Linked DNA regions of Zea mays: region 2 is linked to region 1. The links are chromatin contacts, called in public Hi-C maps. All regions are on one chromosome and are shown on one strand. Each heading gives the region's core, a stretch centred on a gene start, on an enhancer-like site or on the middle of the called end of the contact. The rest is flanking DNA. Distances are from core to core; before and after follow the strand shown.

What was found. Hi-C and Micro-C count contacts between places; a contact is called where the count stands out from the background.
Region 2: a Hi-C map of ear shows a contact between it and region 1, with 2.6 times the contacts expected there. The contact joins the promoter of LOC103639488 here to the promoter of LOC100283660 in region 1. A contact is called at or near these places in 2 of 25 Hi-C or Micro-C datasets (ear and tassel).

Annotation. Positions count from the first base shown.
Region 1 is chr1:151,569,780-151,576,260 of Zm-B73-REFERENCE-NAM-5.0, forward strand. LOC100283660 (prefoldin subunit 3) reads left to right here and starts at 2,751. Exons shown (of 6, transcript NM_001156561.2): 1 at 2,751-2,967. The coding sequence starts at 2,822.
Region 2 is chr1:152,167,832-152,175,005 of Zm-B73-REFERENCE-NAM-5.0, forward strand. It overlaps LOC103639488 (intermediate cleaving peptidase 55, mitochondrial), which reads left to right and starts at 4,188. Exons shown (of 13, transcript XM_008662240.4): 1 at 4,188-4,397. The coding sequence starts at 4,362.

The sequences.
Region 1 (6,481 bases), core at 1,501-4,000:
GGGTCAACAGGAACTCCGTCTGCTCCGACAACTGAAAATGATAGTTCATCAGCAGGGTTGACAGGAAAACGGCCGCGTGGTCGTGATTTCAGTAAATCAGAGAGAAACAAACCTGCATCATCTTCATCTCCAGAGTACCTTAGCCGTTTGCAAGAAATAACTGAAAAACAAATTCAGAGGTCCATTTAAAAGGGTGCAAAAAAAGAGAAGTGCACAGAAGAAGACAGGGAAATGGAGAAAAAGAGGTTAGAATTGGAAGCCGAAAAGGTCATCATACGAAAAAGGGAATTGAAACTTCAAGAACTTGAATCTGCTGAAAAAAGATTACAAAGGCTGGAGGCAACGAATGAAGAAGATGTCCAACCCCAAGTTTGGATTATGATGCAAAAACAAAAACAGAAGTTGCAAGAATTCATATTTGGTTACGAGTGAAAGATATATGCGGTTACTGGTAACTTGCACTTGTTTTACTGAACCTGTTTGTATTATTTGGTTATGTGAGAACGTTACATTTCTTTGGCAGACCATTATATTATTTGTACGAACCATAAGTCGTCAAGGACAGTCGTGCAGTGCTGTTTGTTCTATGGTGTTGTAATCGAGAATAATTATTTCCAGTTGATGTGAACATGTTTGCTTTAATTTTCATATATTTGCTGCGTGTTGAGCTTGGAATCGCTTGTGATGTGTACAAATCGTTTACAGTGTTCATGTTATTGTGTTGAACGAACAAGTACAGGTTTGCACTGACAAACTTCTTTATTTCTGAACCGATACGTAGGACTTGCGAATGGAAATTACACATAGTAGAATCTAGTTTCAATAAACTTGAGCATACGAATGCTGCAGTTTACATGCTTCCACGCCGAGCCCACAAATGCTCGACAAGGTCATTTTGGAGGGAGCACGATCTTTCTTGGCGACGAAGATCGAAGTGGTTAATCACCAATTCTGCCCTTCCTTCAGCAATTAGATGTGGTGCTTGGCTCGTTGAAGTGTTATCTCCAAAATCAGTATTAGCTGCAAATGGCCCTTCGTCTTCAACAATCATGTTGTGCATTATGATGCAAGCAGTTATAATTTCAGTTAAACGATTACGATCCCAACCATATGCTGGACCTCGCAGCACCGCCCACCTAGCTTGAAGAACTCCAAATGCACGCTCAATATCCTTTCGACAACTTTCCTGCATTTGTGTGAAATAGACTTTCTTTTGCTCATATGGGTGCCTTATAGCTTTTACGAAAGTTGGCCAGTTCGGGTAAATACCATTAGCAAGGTAATATCCGAAGTTATATGCATTACCATTAATTGTGTAATGCACAGGTGGCATTCGGCCAGATGTCATGGGGTCGAAAACTGGTGATCGGTGGAGCACGTTCACGTCGTTGTTTGTCCCGGGCATGCCAAAGAAAGCATGCCAAATCCAAAGGTCATACGTTGCCACAGCTTCTAGGATCATAGACGCTCGACCATTTCTGCCACAAAACTGACCACGCCATGCGGTAGGACAGTTCCGCCACTCCCAATGCATGCAATCTATAGAACCCAACATCCCTGGGAAACCCCTTGATTCGCTATGGTGCATGATGCGTGTTATGTCAGCTTCGTTAGGAGTTCGTAGATACCAGCCACTGAAGTATGCAATGATACCTCGACAGAAATGATGAAGGCATTCCCTAGCTGTCGACTCCCCTATTTGAATGTACTCGTCTACAGCATCTGAAGGTAACCCATATGCTAGTACCCGCAATGCCGCACATACTTTTTGTAGTGGACCTATACCAGGCATACCAGTTGCGTCTACCCGTTGTGTAAAGTACGAATCATGTTGTTAAAGACCTTGCAAGATTCTCAGGAAGAGAGGCCTACTCATGCGGAACCTAAGTTTATAATAAAGAAAATTTGTAATGAAATTGCAAATATGAAACCGTATGCGAATAATAATTTGTGGGTACCTTCTACGAAAGACGTGGGGTGGATACACAGGGTTCTCGGCGAAGTAGTGATGATGGATAAGATTTTCTCCACGAAAATGATCTCTATGAATAACCCGCCGAGGCGAACGGGACCGTCGTTGGAGGTGGCGTCTCGCCTCTATGTTTAGGACAAGAAGATTGACAAGCATAAGTGTTTCCTCCTCACTATCACTCGAGTAAGAGTCTTCATCGCTATGACTGTGAGACATACTGTGAAATGTTGGAATTGTTGATGTAGTGAAGTTTGTTATGACATTTGTGAAGAGATGGATTGCATATATATAGGGGAGAGGAATGCGGCTTCAGGTGCAAGCTAGTGGCTTCGCACGAAAGACAAACATGGCTTTCGTTGGAAGTCAAGTGCGGCTTGCCGCATACGACTAGTGCATTTTGGTTTGCAGGAAATTTGATTTCTTATCACAGGATGGATAAAACGTGATCACAAAAAAATGCAAATTCGAATGTATTGTAAAATAATAGTTGTTATATATTTTTTGTGGAAGTAATTGTAAAGTAATTATTTTTTATAAATTTTATTTTTGAATACATGCGTAACACGTCGGACGTGTGCAAAATAATTAAAGAAAATCAAAATTGAAGTTGGTTAAAGTTAGTTATATGGAAATGGTTTTTTAATGAGTAGAGGGATATATAGGGGAAAGTATAGGGGGAACGGTTGCAGGACGAGTGAATATAGGGGATGGAATCTTGCTGACGTGACGTGGCTGCATAGTAACATTTAGGGGGAAAAATTTAGGGTGAACGGTTGCGGACAGTCTAAACCGCTGCTCTTTGGGCTTGACTCTGCCCGCTCCTCTCCATCTCCACTTGGTCCCTCTCGCATGGCGGCGGCGGCATCGGCGTCGACGCCGCAGGGGGTGGCGGAGCGGCGGGGCATCCCGGCGGCGGCCTTCGTCGAGGACGTCGAGGCCTACCTCCGGCAGGCCGGGCTTGACGTTAACTCCGCCCTCGCCTTCCTCCAGGAAAGGTGATCAAAACCTCGAAAACTTAAAGTACAGTAGTAGTTTAGGGATCTCGCTAGGCTCCGGAGCGCGCTTGATTGGGGAATCGTGTATTGGTACCGCTGGCCCTGCGTCCGTCGTATCGGGTACGATCTGGATCCACTGTGCGAGCACCGACGACGCGGTAGCTTTTGTAGAGGAGATGCGGCTGCTTTGTTCGGAACCCAGCTGCGCGTTTGTGACTTCTGATACCTCTCCGAGTTGAGCTTACGAACTGGGAGCAATCGAATTGACTGGTTCAGGGTTTCTGCGAGGGTTTTGATATTGTGCTGGTTTCATATTTCGTTGGTTGAACCTTAGTTCGGATTGCTGCAAGTTGTCAATCTCGGTGCTCTCTTCGCGAGTCTCAACTTTTTTCAAGCAATGAATATTCTGTGGTTGGTGGTTACTTGGTTCCTGACTCAGATAGTACCATTTATGGCTATGGGTTGGACATTGCTGTTCTGCAATTTGCAAAGGTCCATCCTTTTGTTTTTGTTCATTGCATGCTAGTATTTGCACAAAACATAAGATAAAGAAAAGGAACTTCTAGCTGGCTGTGGTGAGAATCTGGATTCGTTCCCTGGGACTCTGTAAACTTACTGCCTTGTGGGTTTATATATAGCTTGCCTCACATTCGTTGCCTTCTTGGATTGACCTTGATCTGGGAAAGGTGGTCTGTTTGTTGTCCATCTTTTATAAAGTGAACTTTTTCCATCCATTCAACATTTCTTATAAAATCCTGGACTTGATTGTATCCTTGTTTACTCTGAGGTGGACGTTGCTTTTTGTAATATGTTATGTTTTCTTCTAATATATAGCAGTACCTTTAAACAATGTCCGTGATTAAATGGGACATTTATTTTCTTCTTAGTTATGAATGAAGTACTGAATGCTAAAATGCAAACTGGTCCATGAGCCGTCCAATAAATGAGTGGAAGGGTTAATTCTGTTAAATGATTAGGCAGAGTTCATTCCATATTCGTTCAACGCTTGTGATCATAGTTCTCATGTCTGCACTGAAATGTGGGTTGTCCTAGCTATTGGTCAATTTACTCTTTATCTGCAAATACATATAATTTTCTGTCACAGCATGATCTTTAATCATGCCATTCTGAATAAGTACCTTATTGGCTTATTCCTACTTTATCAAGTGTTTTTTATCACTTTATGTGAAAACTGTTGGGACATAATTTGCTGTTTTTTATGCTACCGTAAACGGAGAAGCAAGGGGCTCCAATGTTTTTCCAGTAAAACTTCGTGTAAAGTGTTACTTTCTTTGAAAGAGTCAAGGCTCAGCCTATATCCTTGCCCAGTACAGCAGCCCATATATATCCAGTGATTTCCAATGTCCACGTGCTAAACTTGTGGCCATCCTTTGATCCCAGACCTGACAAGACTGAGTGCTGGTACATGAGGGGAATCAAAGTCGCATCCCTAGTCATACGCTCTCCATGATTTGTGAATCTATGCATACTGTGTGGTTGTGGATACTGTTTAGTGGAAGATAGAGGTGAAAGCAGCATGGTAAATTCCCATACCGTCTGATATTGTTTTCTTTATTATTATAATGTTTTCCACCGTTTCTGTCTTTAGCAAACATGAAAGTTTGTCATTTTCTTTTTTTAGCGCAACTGTTTCCTTATTAGTTAATTCCATAAATGTGGGAAAGTCCTGTGTCGACTGTTTTAAGTTTTCCGTATTATAGTTGTACGGTACAGTTCCTGACTGTTTCCATTCATTTTCATTCCTAGTGGAAAACCATTAACAGCCACTAGTAGAGTGCCCGTGCTAACGCTACGGCAGTATTTCAGGGATGCACATGAAAACAACCAAATGACGATATTTATTTCCATAGTTTAAGTTTCACGCAATTGTTTGTAACAGACAATAAATAGTAGTGTGGACGTGCTAACGCTACAGTAAAATACAAAACAAGATAAAATTTGCAAAAAATAAAATGAATAATCAGATTAATTAAGGTTCACGTCTCATATATCTAGTTATACTCATATATCTAATTATACAAACGGGCGAACATTTAAATCTGGAAAACTCTGTCACCAGCAAGTTCAGGTACATGAAAGTACAAGCCTAGGCCAATTATAATGCATAACAAGGCAATAGTAAGTCTTATTTCGCCTCAACTATCTAATACCAGATTTGCTAAAGTACGCCATATGGTCCTTCAGGGATAATGTCTTTACATTCATTTGCACTGCACTTCAAAATGTCCACTCGTTTTAGAGAGGCACAAAAGTGGCACAATATAATTTTCTCTGTAAATGAAACTGGTAAACTTTTTAGAAACAGCCAAATATGTGTCTTCTGCGAAAAGCATCGAAATTCATTTTCTTATGCAACATGACAGGGAGATAAGATAAATTACCTTGGCAAATGCTCAATAGTACAACGGACCAACCTTATTAGGTCATCCAGATTTTTTAGGTCTTCCACAGATTTGAGGCATCCTCATCGTCACTTTCACCATATTTTCCATTGTTGCTTGTCCAATCTTCATCACCTTTGTCTTCCCTTTCAGATTCTGAGCCATCATCCTCTGACTCAGCAATCAGCATGCTCATCCTCCTCACTTTCTGAGTAATCCTCCCCATAATCCCTATCGATCAGGTGAAATGTGAGGTTTGCAAAGTTGCATCATGCCTTTGTACTCTGAAAATTCAGTATTTTACATATGGTGCAAGAACGCTGCTGTCCAGAACCAATAGCGGCACTTGCAACTCATGTGCAGGAGCTCTAACAAGTTCCCCCTGTAAAAGCTCAGTTCCTGCATTAAACAAATTTCACAACCCAAGCATTTATAGCAATACTAAGTATCTTCATCCTAACTGCTTTATACAATTATACCTAGAGAACTTTGGAGCAATATCCACCCTCCTGAGAGCATCTCCAACAAAGTGTCCTATAAAAATGCCCTATAATTTAAAAATGAGTATGTTTTATATGATTTAGGGCACCAACAATATATTCTGCTCCAACAGTAAAGCCCTAATTCTAGATTATAGGGTAACCCACTAGTGTGTAGTATATTTGAGGCACTTGAGAGGGTGCCCTATATGTTTTTGACAAAGTTTTACAAAATGAGGCACTGTTGGAGTAGTGTTTCCTGTGTAGAGTCCTATATTTCAATTTGAGGCACTAGTTTGAGGCATTGTTGGAGATGCTGTGAGGATTCCAAACGTGATGTGACACTCTTGTGCCACAGGTGGGACACAACATACTCACTCAGCAGCTGCCTCCCATTCTCACTTGTGCATTCAAAAGGGAACAAACACATACTCTCTAGTTTTCAGCCCACTAATGTTAGCTTGGTTCAAACAAAATGTCGAACAGATGAAGTGGGTGTCTCACCTGACATAGTAGGGAAAATTCTGCCACAAGAGCGACCCCATCTCCCAAGGCATGATGCGGCACAGGAACTCGCTGTGGAACCTCTCCCGCCTGGTGAGTAACATCGACCCCACCGCTTGCAGCCGGTGA
Region 2 (7,174 bases), core at 2,938-5,437, 600 kb after region 1:
CTCAAAGCTCGTTGCACAATCAAGGCCTTATAGGTCTCGGTCGCTGTTGTACCAAGAACCTCTTCATCACCATCATAAGTCTCTGCAATGTTAGCTCCAACAGTATCTTCATCTTCAACATCAGAAGCACTAACATACCCACCATCACCAGTAGCAATGTATGCCCGTTTGCTGGGGCAATCTTGCTGAATATGACCAAGTCCCTGGCAGCGGTGGCACTTGATGTCGGAGGAGCGGCCTGTGGAAGAGGTGGTTGTAGCAGGTTTTGCTGCAACACCCGAAGGTACAGTGGAAGATGTGGACGTCCGTACGCCCGAAGATGATGACGCCTTGGCTGGCGCCGGTGGCTGGCGTGGAGCGAAAGTGCTGCTCCTCCGTTGTTGACGACCCTGCAATTCTTTTTCTGCCAACATAGAAAGATGGAACAAGCGTTGTATAGAATGATATTTTTTATAATCAACAATATCCTGAATCTCCCGCCTCAATCCCCCATAAAACCTAACCATTTGATCCTCTGGATCCTCAACTACCCCACATCGTAACATACCTTTCTGAAGTTCTTGGTAGTATTCCTGTACCGACATGTCTCCCTGATCTAAGCGTTGCAATTTTTTCGAAGATCACGTCTATAAGAAGGGGGAACAAAGCGAGCTCGCATCTCCTCTTTTAATGCATTCCATGTTTGTGGTGCAGCACGTGTGTTAACAAGTTCATTCCACCAAATGATATCAAAATCTCTAAATTCACTAGTGGCTTGTCTAACCCTATGCTGCTCAGGAACAAGATGAGAATTAAATTTTTGTTCTACCGTCATTTCCCAGTCTAAGTAAGCTTCAGCATCATAAGAACCCATGAACGGTGGAATAGAAAACTTAATCTTAGCAAATAGATCATGGTCTGGTTCAGGATTATGATGACGACGTCTACCATTACCTCCCATACCTTGTCGATTACGTGCGAGGCGTTGTCGATGCGGTGCATAAACATCGTCGTCATCGTCGTCGTCGTCCACAGGAGAGTGAGCTGGGGCTGGAGTTGGTGGTGGGGGACGAGCCTCCAGTACGTCCATGCGTGTAACAAGTTTAGCAACTCGTCGATCAAGCTGCTCATAGGATGTCGAGGCAGAGTCCTGGTATTTTTTAAAAGCTTCAGTCATCGCGCGCATCATCTCCTTCAATTCCATTTGAGACACACACTCATCGTCGTTAAGTTTAGGCCCCTTGTCCTTGTCCATTTGATTCTTTGGTCCTGTCATTGTTAGCACAAAACAGAGACAAAAATGCAACAAACAATGTGAACCCTACAACTATCTCTCAGGGTGGTGGTGGAGGTGGTGGAATACAAATTATGAAGCGTCTTACCCCGCTCTTACAACGTTCTTACCAGCACTGCAGGTGGCAAACAGTGACCGGTGTGACTGTCCAACGAGCGTGGGTGTGATTGCAAAAGAGTACCTGTTCTGCTCGAGAGAAAATTGGAGCTATGGGAAGGCTAACTAAATATATATATGTGGCACACAAGTCAGTAACAGATAGCAATGCTGAATAAGTGTTCCAAGTACTCGTCCTAGTTGCTGGCCTAGAAAATGTAATAGAACAGTTGGACCAAAGCACAAGAAAGGAGGTACAAGTATCTAGTGGGAATGGCAGTTCTGTAAATATGGCAGATTTTTCAGCACTAGTAGAAATCAAAGGCGCGTTTCAAAAGGAGTACCATCAAAAGAGCTCGAAATATTCTGAATTTTTTACCACTGATCCAAAAACACAAAGGATGGAAGCACACAAAATTTCACTTGAAACATAGTTGTATTGTGGCCTAGAGAAATTCACAAAGGATCTCTGAAATTCGTGAAAACACTTAAACAATTTTTTTTAATTATCTTCCCGATTTTTTTTGAATTTTTTGACCGAACCAAACAGGCCATAGGCCAGTTTGGGTCACCCCAGAATGGAGTCAAGAATCTGTTGTAAAAATTTGAGCTCAAACGGAGCACCGAGCGAAAAGTTATGCCCGTTTTATGGAAGGTACCTCAAGTTATGGTTTTCAAAGGCACAACTCGGCAGGAACCGAAGCGACGGCTATGGAGCACAGGTTCAGTTTTAGAGATAGGATTTGTTTTCTGGATATGGTTGGTTTAGATATAGGATCTGTTTTGTGGATATGGTCGGTTTTAGAGATAGGATATGTTTTGTGGATATTGTCGGTTGTAGAGATAGAATCTGTTTTATGGATAGGGTCGGTTTTATAGGATGGAAGCGGATGGATACAATCAAACTGAACCAAAACAAATCTAATCCAGCAACCAAACTCAACTAGAACACGAACTCAGAACTGCGGACTCTAAAACTGAATTGTGCAAAGGCTAAGGCGATGGTTTTAGGTCGGAATGAACTGATCGTAATTTTTTTTTGGCTTTTTGTGGACTATGGGACGAAACAAAACTAATCTAAAGGTAGAATTATACCTCACGGGCAACCTGGAAATCTGATACCAATTGATAGTAGACGCGGCCCGATCTTCCGTGAGATACGATAATTTGATTGAGTGGAGATCTCGACGTTGATGATCCAAGGCTCCGAGCAAACGGTTCCTCGCAATCACTACACCACGGCTCCGTTGGTTATCACCCGTGACACACGAATGACCTCGCCACGAAAGCTTATCCCTGCAAGCGCAATCAACAACACAAGCAAGAACAGGAAAGAAACGCAACCAAACTTGTATTGATTACGGGAGGGGGTCTCATAAGCCGATGACGGCGACACTGTTCGATGACAGAATTGATCTAAGCAAAACCCAAACCTAAATGTGGCGGCGGCTGCTGAATAAATAGAGTATTAGGGCGTGCGTAGCCCTAGACTCGCCCCTAATGGGCTCCGACGCGATACACGGCCCAATGGCCCAACAGACGGTGTCGCAGCACCAAAACAGAATCTGAACGCTGACTTGTTTCGACGATTCCCGTTGACTCCGGATGAATTTTAGGGTGGAACCAGTTGGGTTGGTTAGATAATCTCGTTATCTTTCCAACCATATCCAGTCCGTTGCAATCGGAGTCCGGATGCATCTTGGGCGTCAATTTTAGTGCAGACTGGTCCTGGAACCCGAGATAGAGTCGCAACCGACTCGGACTTGATCTCCTTCCTGTTGTGGACGCCCTTGCTGCTCCTCCTCAACACCTTGGCCTTTCCCAAGTCCTTACTGGTTCTCTCTAAGGTACCTAATCATCAAAACATCCATGGCCCCAAGCGTAAGCTCTAAAACACAATTGACAAGGGTAGAACGTACCTGGAGATTTAGCTGTCGTGCACGAGATCGTGTTATCGGTCCATTTATTGTATATATAGAAGTGATGTCCTCATCAGTAAGGGCCCCTTTGGTAGGGCTTCGGCTCCTCCAAAAACAACTTCGGCTCTCGCTCCTTTGGCTCATTGCCCTTTCTGTAGGAGTTAGAGCTGTTTTGTAATTTGTTTCACAAAACATTTTCTATTGTGTTTATTTCAAATGACGTGTGTTGGCGCCGATTCGGACGTCAAACACTGGAGATGAATCAGCGGCGGTGCTCTCTGCGGAGGCGCGGACGGTCCGCGGCTAGGGGTCGGACGGTCCGCAACCTGGCGTAGAGGCTAGAGTTTTTGCCTGACGAGTCGGACGGTCTACGCGTGCGCAGGGCGGCGGAGTTCGTCGGCAGCGCCTGAATCTCGCTCACGGGAGGGACCCCGTCAGGGAGAAGAGATCCTAGGGTGTGTCTTGGCGTCCGCAGACAACACAAAACGCCTCTAGTCGAAGTAGAGCCGAAGAGGTGAGGATTTGAGACAGAAGAAGAGTAAACTAGGGCTAAACTAGAACTACTCCTAATGCATACGGTAAAAATGATAATTAGACTTATTTGATCGATTGTAGGGTGTTCAATCGGCCGTAGCCATTCATCTATATAAAGGGGAGGTCTAGACTCGCTACAAGTAATTTTTCAAATTAATCTACAGGCTAACAAATTCTGCGATAAACTCGGAACCTTAACTGATTTTGCGCACATGCGGATCGTACGCGAACAGGTTTTATGTGCTCATGTAAAATGTAAGAGGAGCTGTTACAATCATATTTTTTATGCTCCGGCTCTTTAAAAAAACGACTCTGACTTTTGATGGGCTCTTGACCATTGATGGGCTTTTGACGAGAAGTTATATTTTTTTTGACGGTTCGAAAGGGCCATGCCAAAGGGCCTTAACTGTGTTTTAAGATCGGTGACAACTAGAGAGAAGGCGAAGCGAACTTGAGCCAGAGAGAGAATCTCGCACCGCAGCAGGAGGGGACCGAGAGAGAAGCGAACTCGAGAAAGGGATTCAAGGAGGCTGTTGCCGATGGCCATGGCGGCGCGGCTGCTGCGAGCAACCGAGGTAAGCATGGTTGATGCTCCCCACTCCCAACACTTCTTCGCCCTTCCTCCCTTATCGTTCTTTGTCTGATTTTTCATTTTCTGGGAGGAGGGGAGGTTGGGATTCTGTCGCTTGGCTGTTCGCCTTGGGTGACGGCGTGCATGTGTGTGGCGGCCGAGCCGGTACTCCAGGCCTCCGGGCGCGCAGGTGGCGGTGTGGCCTGAGCAAGTAGTTTAGTTTCCATGGCAACTGACAACGGTGGTGTTTGAGAAGGATGCCCACTAGTTGTTCGAGCTAACGCCTCTATGGGATGACGCAGCAATACCTGCTGAGTAGATCATGTTCCAGGCTGCGGTTGCATCGAGAGTTGCTGCACGAGATGTGTCTGATGACATTCTTTGCAAGGATGTGGTATGACCTTGACCTTCAGGCCAGTCTGTTTCAGCAATTAGCAGAGTTTGGTAAGTAGTGGTGGTGAGGGGAGCAAGCTACTTCCTCAGCCAGCTAATGACAATATGTTCACTCTCATTCAGCTCACCAGCGCTCCCTTTCTTGGGAGTTTGGCGTGGATCCTCTAGCTGATATGTTTGATGAAATGTCTCTTAAGGATGGCACAATAGCACAGACTAAGCAGATAGTTTCAGGGCCTCTGCTGTATCGGAGAGTCACAAGAGGCGTTTGATGAAATGCCTAGTGAGGTTGTGTGGGACAAAGAGATGCCGTCTGACATGACCGTGCATGATGCCTTGTTGCAACAGCTAGGCTTGGGGGAAGATGAGTACTTGTATGATCATAAGACAAAGTCGGCTTCCATGTTGATTGCTGACAACTTGATTGCCCTTTTTTTTTGACTTATCACTACCCATGGAACCCGAAGTCTAACTCAAACCAAGTGGTTGATGGCGACACATCAAGGTAAGATGGTCAGAAAGTTAAGTGTTGGAAGAGTTATTAGCACACAGCTCTAGCTTGCATAGCACCAATGGGCAACTACAAAGAACGACAGGGAGATGATGTGCTGGAGATGACAGTATCTATAGGTGATGAGGTACATGACTTATATGCTCAAGGGTAGCAGTGGAGGAAGGGGACAGAGGCTATACCAGGAGTCCAGGAGCAGAGGTTGTAATCTATAGAGGGATGGAGTGCAGGAGAAGGCAGAGGGAGCACGCCCGCCGCCTGAGACAGAGAGGGCAGAGGGAGCACGCACACCGCCGCGAGGCAGCTGCTCCACGTTCGCGCGCCGCCTGAGCTGAAAGAGGGAGCACGCCCGTGTGCCGCCGCAAGCGCAGCTGCCCCATGCCCACGCGCCGCCTGAGCTGAGAGAGGGAACACGCCCGTGCACTGCTTGTGGGCGCCGCCGGGGAATGAGGTTGCAGCTGCACACCGCCGCCGCCACAGCTCAAGCGCTCTTCTCTCTTCCGAGCCGTCTCTTGAAGCTCTGACCCGATAGGCATGTGACCGTGCGGTCCAATTCACTTAACCCCCCCTCTCAAATCCCTCCCTATTCCCTAAGGTGTCGCCCCGAGGGCACCTTACGCCGCAGCGGACGCCTTATGTCCGTGGACAAGGCGAGGTAGACGCCTTGCCCTGTGAGCCCACTTTAGCGCCTAAGCGACGCTTAATGGACGCCTTTTTAAGCATGACTGTAAATGATAATTTCGATAAAGTGCTTTCTAAACAGGAGTTGAATTGGGACAGTGAGAAGTTGTCAATTGTGAAGAAATGAAAGAAATTCGTGTTTGTGGCCTTGACATGTGCAGAATTGATACTGCTCTCTTCCTGCTGAGATAGTGCCATCATTGGCGGGTTTCAGACTTTTATTCAAAGAAGTAATGTCAACGGTCATGTGCTTGAGCAAATGCCAGCATGGAGGAACAATGGTTTTAGTCTGGGAGCAAGTGCACAATAGAGGGTACCTAAAAAACTATGCTTTCTTGCTAGGAAGTTTGATTAAGTTTGGAAAGACGGTTCAGATTTTGTTGGAGGAAAGGTGACCCTTTACAAAACAATTGATGCACAGACAACTATCCAAGAATACTAACCCAGAATCTATGGCAAACTGTTGCATATTTTGGTGAGAGCATGCTTATCAAGGCGTCCATTAAGCGTCGCCTTAGCATCGCTTTAGCGCTAAGGCGCGCTCACAGGGCAAGGCGTCTAGCTCGCCTTGCGCCGGGGAGTAAGGCGTCCACCACGGCGTAAGGTGCCGGCGGGACGTCAGTGGGGCGACGCTTAGGGGATAGGTAGAGTTTTGAAGGGCTGCAGCTGGAAACAGAGAATAGGGCTTGACCTGTGTGGCAGCTACAGTTGCTGCCTCCTTCCTCGTCGGAGCGCAGTGCTCCGGACATTGGAGGTGGGAGACTGTGGTGGAAGAACCGAGGGAGAGAGAGAGGAGAGCTGTGGGAGAGGGAGCGAGAGGGGACTGGAGAGAGATGCAGCATGAGGGAGACATAGAGGTTGGCGGCTGCTACTAGGTTGCTGGCGGCTGTGACCCAAAAGTGTGTTTTGGGTTGAGCTAGGCCGAGTTGGGCCGGACTCACTTGTGAGGTTCTTCCTTTCCTTTTTATGCTTCTAGCCTTCTACAATGCTGAAATTGGACCTATTAGACCTTATAAAAGTGCTATCTTGCTTATTAACTTTAAATTAGTGATATATAAATAATGTTTGATCTAATTTTTTATATTTTTCTATATAACTAAGGCGTCGCCTCGCCTTACGCTTTATCGCCTAAAAGATAAACAGGGGGTCGGTCGCCTTATGTTGCCTTACCGCCTTAATAACTATGGGTGAGAGTT